Regions from separate parts of the Sus scrofa genome. Here region 1 is linked to region 2. A link is a contact called in public HiChIP or PLAC-seq data. All regions are on one chromosome and are shown on one strand. The core of a region is the stretch at or near the end of the contact, and the rest is flanking DNA. Distances in the headings are between cores, read along the strand shown.

Evidence for each region. HiChIP or PLAC-seq counts read pairs in DNA pulled down with a chosen protein or histone mark.
Region 1: an H3K27ac HiChIP or PLAC-seq map of skeletal muscle shows a contact between it and region 2. The contact joins the promoter of CLIC5 here to the enhancer-like site in region 2. A contact is called at or near these places in 8 of 47 Hi-C or Micro-C datasets (alveolar macrophages, fetal heart ventricle, heart right ventricle and 5 more) and 1 of 2 datasets of contacts at active chromatin or transcription factors (skeletal muscle).

The regions. Positions count from the first base shown.
Region 1 is chr7:40,806,702-40,809,401 of Sscrofa11.1, reverse strand. It overlaps CLIC5 (chloride intracellular channel 5), which reads left to right and starts at 1,385. Exons shown (of 6, transcript NM_001198923.2): 1 at 1,385-1,805. The coding sequence starts at 1,743. It overlaps LOC110261532 (a long non-coding RNA gene), which reads right to left and starts at 1,147. Exons shown (of 3, transcript XR_002345749.1): 1 at 1,010-1,147.
Region 2 is chr7:40,713,190-40,715,889 of Sscrofa11.1, reverse strand. All of the region lies in intron 4 of CLIC5 (chloride intracellular channel 5), which reads left to right. Among named protein-coding and RNA genes, the nearest start is that of CLIC5, 93 kb to the left of the region's middle. Within about 2 kb of position 1,444, at least 32 of the 83 cell types and tissues checked have an H3K27ac peak or open chromatin away from gene starts, as enhancers often do. A contact at or near this core is called in liver, skeletal muscle and subcutaneous adipose tissue, where this site is marked.

The DNA.
Region 1 (2,700 bases), core at 136-2,635, 94 kb before region 2:
GTGCTTAGCATTTTGCCTGGTACCTAATGAGTACAATGACTTACTTTTACTATTAAGTGATTAATTTTTCTTAGAAAGCTGTGGAACAGGTAAATATTTATAAACAAGGCAAGACAGAGCACAGACGGGATCAGCTAAAGAGAAGACAAAGAACACAAATAGAAGTTGCCCAGATTCCAGATGCAAAAGACTTAGCACCTGTTGTTTAAGTTGGAACAGCCACTTTGGAAAACCACTTGGCAGTGTTTACTCAAGAGGAACATTCTTACACGCTAGAACCAAGCAATTCTTCTCCTGAGCATATAGCCAACAGAAAAGTGTCCACATATTGTGAAAGAATGTTTGATAGATAGAATCATAGTAACCCCATGGTAATCATTAACCGGAAACTATGCAAATGTCCATCAACAGAAGAATGGATAAATAAATGGTGGCAATAAAAATGGATGGTTTCCAACTATGCACAGCAGAATAGATGAATCTCACACCCTAATGGTGAGCAAAGGAAGCCAGACACCAATAGACCGTGTTTATTGTAAGAGTCCAGGTACAAGCTATGTGCTGTTACAAGTCAGGATAATAGTAAACCCAGGTGGATGAGAGCAGCAGAGGGGGACTAGAACTAGGAACTTTAGGGATGTAGCTAACATTTTACTTCTTCATCTGGGGCTGGTTTCGTGGATGGGTTCAGATTGCAAAATTTTACTGAACTATACATTTACAATATGTGTGTTTTTCCATATGCATATTATACTTCATTAAGAAACAAACAAATGAACAAAACCAGAAATGAGAAAAGCAAGAAGAGAAGAGAAAGCAAAAGAAAAGACGAAATGAAAGAAGGGCGAGGCGGGGCGGGGAACAGCCCAGTAGGTTAAAGGGCACGGATCTTGGCTCAGGCTGCGCCTGACCTGGCTGCGCACCACCTGTCTATACCACCCCTGCTGTCTCTGCTTCCCCTTCCCCCCAGCCCTACTCTATTTGCCCAGCACGAGGATGGCAAATGCACCTGTTTCAGGGTCCTCCCGTTGCGTCCCGGCTCCCCACAGCCTCTCCGCACCCTGAGCATCGCCAAGGCAGGAAGGGTCTTTCCGAGTGGGTAACATTGGTAGGAGACTAACTTGGAGGAGCTGATGCTTCATTAATGAAACGTAAGGCTTAGGGCCATCTCTCTTCTCTTCCCTACACTCACCCTCACCTCCAACTCCCCTCCCCACTCCCTCTCCACTTTACCTTTCCCAGAACGTCCTCCCGCCCCGGCTGCAGTGCCGCGGGTCGGGTCCGCGCCTTCCCAGCGGGGCGTGGGTGCGGGGCGGGGGCTGCGCTCCCGGGGAGCCCCTCCCGCCCGCCCGCCCCGGCTGACCCCGCCCTGCGGCGCCAGCTATTTTGGGCGCAAGCTGCGACCGCGGGATCACTGCCGGGCGCGGATCCTGTGACACCTCCCAGCGCGCGGCACTTGTTGCTCGCAGGACCTGCTGCCCATCCCTAAGCCCACCTTTCCCCCGGTCCTCTGTCCCCGCCTGGCTTCTCTCCTTTCCGTGTGCTCGCCAGGACACCGATCTCTCGGGCACTGCTCTCCCCGGCTGGAAAAATAGATTAAAGAAACTAGATAAATAAACGTGACTCCTCAGGGGGCCCCGCGGGGCAGCCGCAGCAACAGCGACAGGAGCAGGAGCGCTGGCCCGGGCGCCGCAGAGGTGGCGCCTCCCCGGCCCGGGACGCTGGCCCCGGGCACCGACGGCATGACGGACGCGGCGACGGCTAACGGGGACGACAGGGACCCCGAGATCGAGCTCTTCGTGAAGGTAGGTCGGCGTCCGGGCGCCGCCTCACCTGCTGCGCCTCCAGCCCGGCTCGCGGCTCACGTGCCCAGGCGCCCAGAGAGCTGGGACGCCCGACCTTCCCCAGGGAGCGCAAGCCAGCCCTGGAGGTCCCTGGGTGGCCTCTCTGCAAACCAGAGCTTTGCTGCGGGGCTCCCGGGCGGGATGGAGTCAGGTGCAATCTCGCAGGTGGCTATCTTCTTCGAGAGTCAGCCGGCAGTTTGTCAAACCCGCTGCAGGACCCGCGGTCACCCTGCCCTGGTGCGATTTTGGCTTGTCCTGCAAGGCATCTGCAGGTGTAGGGAGATGGCAGGAGCCTGGCTGGACACCTGAAGCTTTCTTCTAAAATTGGAGGATGAGGAAAAGGAAGAGGGCGAAAAGAAAGCGTTACTAATAAAATTATCTTTGACAAGGCAAAGATACCATTTAAAAAAAAATCCCCCTTTTCAGTTTTAATCAGAGCTATTAAAAGAAAAGCAAAAGGAAACAGAGATGTTTTCTTGCTCTGAGACCTGCGAAGCAGAAAACAAACACTCCACTTGCCGGCATTGTTATTGTTGTCATAATCATGCTTCTGCAGGGTAGTGTCAGGAAACGCTAAGGGTAACCTGAGGCAGACCGGGAGGCACAGTGAAGAAATTAAATTAAGTCGCCCGGCTCCCTGGGCAAAAAGACTCTAACGTCAAAAGCTGCTGCATTTTCTTTGCAACCTGTGGGAGGAAGGAAGGAGGCCAAGGCAGCGTTTCCAGGTCCAGGTCCTCGAGCGTAATGAGAAAGAAACATATGATAGGTCCTCGGTGCTGGCACTGCAGAAGCAGGGGGAAACCTGAGCAGGTGGCCGGAGAGTTGCCTCCCGGGCGGGGGCGGTGCAGCGTCGCCA
Region 2 (2,700 bases), core at 195-2,694:
ACAGGATGCTCTCACTTTAAGTACCACTAAGAAACAAACCGTGCCTTCAGGGAAACAAAAAAGTGCTTTCACTTAAGCTCTAAGAGTTTGATGGTCAGACACAGTCTGATTTCAAAGATGTCAAATATGAAAAAATGTGCCTCTTAGTCTTGATGAAATAGGGAGAGTGGTTCCCATAGCCCTTTTAATTTATTTTATTTTTTTTTTTAGGGCCAAACCTGCAGCATATGGAGCTCCCCAGGCTAGGAGACAAATCAGAGCTGCAGCTGCTGGCCTACACCACAGCTACAGCAACTCGGGATCTGAGTCTGTTCCTTAACCCCCTGAGCAAGGCCAGGGATGAAATCTGCATCCTCATGGATACCAGTTTGTTACTGCTGAGACACAACGGGAACTCTCTCCCATAGCTACGCCCCCCCTTTTAATCTAAAAAATGTTTTTATTTTATTTTGCCTTTTTAATTTATTTAAAAGAATTTTATTATAGTTGATTTACAATGTTCTGTCAATTTCTGCTGTATAGCAAAGTGATCCAGTTACACACACACATATATATATATACATTCTTTTTCTCACATTATCCTCCATCATGTTCCATCACAAGGGATTAGATAGAGTTCCCAGTGCTTTACAGCAGGATCTCATTGCTCATCCACTCCAAATGCTATAGTTTGCATCTACTAACCCCCAACTCCCAGCCCATCCCAATCCCTCCCCCAACCCGCTGGCAACCACAAGTTCTCCAAGTCCACGAGTCTGTTTCTTCTCTGTAGATAGGTTCATCTGTGCCGTATGTTAGATTCCGGATATAAGTGATATCATCTGGTATTTGTCTTTCTCTTTCTGACTTACTTCCCTTAGTATGAGCGTCTCTGGTTCCATCCATGTTGCTGCAAATGGCATTATTCAGTCCAACATTCTGTTACTTCCTAGAGGCTATGCGATGAAATGTCAGACCCTCCCTTCTGCTTGGCCTTGAGCTACCCTGTTGGAAAGAGAGTGAATCAAAGTCAACAAGCTTCCAGATCCCTCCAGGATGGCTGTCCCAACCCCATATCCAGGAAAGTGTCACGTCCGCTCTGTTTCCTGTACTTTCCCCTTGTTCCTGCCTGGAAACAAGCACTGCTTATCTCCTAGCTCAGGGTTGGCAAACTTAGACGTTTCAGGCAATACAGGATGTCGCAACTGCTCCATGCTGCCACTGGAACAATAGAGCCGTCACAGACAGCATGCAAACAAATGGGCGGGGCTGGGTTCCAACTCAGTTTCATTTACGGACACTGAGATTTGAATTTTATACCGTCTTCAAGGGTCACAAAGTCTTCTTTTTGGACTTTCCAACCTTCCAAAAATGTAAAACCCATTCCTGGCTCGAGGGCAGTGCAGAATAGGCAGTGGGCTGGATTTGGCACCTGGGCTTGGATTTGCGGAGTTCTGGCCTAGGCAGTCCCAGGCTGCAACAGCAAGTTCTCTTCGTGTCTGTACCTCTCAGCCTCCTCTTCTCTACTATGGAGATTGTCACAGCGCCCTTTCTTGCAGAGTCATGTTAATTAAATGAGCGCATTAAAGCACTCAGGGGGACAGTTCCCAGCACACAGCAGACACTAGTAGGTGATGGCTATTACTGCTGCTGCTGTTCACTTCACCAGTCCTCCTCTGAATTCCCTGGTGCTCACCCTTTGGACCTGGCGGCCCAGCTTCTCAGTAACATAGAAGCACGTGCTGCCCTCTTCTGGCAGGTGGAGGAATCAGCCCTGGAGACAGGTGGATTTTAGTGTAAGGCCTGTGGACTTTCAAGCATCTTCTACATCCAGGGACTGAGTTATGCCTAAGCTTTATCTGGGGGTTCCAGAAGGGACCAGATCTCCTTTGAGAGTTCAAAGCCACCTTCCTTTATCTGTCGCCTGCACCCAGGGTGGGCCATGTGCACCAGGCCCCGGGGGATCCTCCAGAGGTCGCTGGCTGCCTGGGGAACATCGCCAGCTGCTTCTTTCTGCCTTGCCCCCCTCCTTCCAGCACCTCCAGTCTTTGCTTTTATGAACTTCCTTGACCTAAAATAGGAAAGTGTTTGAAAGGAGTCAGAGCAGCCCCCGGGAGGGCTGTTAGCCCAGAACTAACAAGCCCCTGACTATCAAAGCTGCCGTGCTTTCTCCTAAAGCCTCATGAAAGCCAACGGCTGTGGGGGTGGGGTGGAGGGGGTGGTGGGAGGCAAGGAGGAGCGTTTTTCCAGATTCCCCAGGATGTGGCGAGCCGCGTTCAGAAGCCAGTGTGTGCATTTATTATTCCAAGCCGTTTCCATCACAGGCGCTTCCTTCCTTTACCCCTTCCTCCCTCCCCACCCTCAACCCCAGGTCAGGTGGGCCCAGGCTGGAGGCCAGACCTTCCCACGGGGATGGGGGCGCGAGCCCCCTCATTCAGCCTCTGCTCTGAGGTGCAGGCCAGGGCAACAAGTACAAAGTACTGGGAGTGTGCGCTCTAATCCCCCTGCTCAGAGACAGAGGTCACCGAGGTGGCTTTGGGATTCCAGGTTTCTTCTGTAGGAAACCCAGACCTGTACTTTGGTGGGGGGAGTGGGAGGGGGATAGGGGTGTCACCTCAGACAACAGGTTCCCTGGAGGAAGGCCTGAGCCCAGCCCCAGCTGCTATCACGAGGGAGGCTCCCGGGTGGTCCCTGGACCACCAGGGCACTAAGGATAACGAG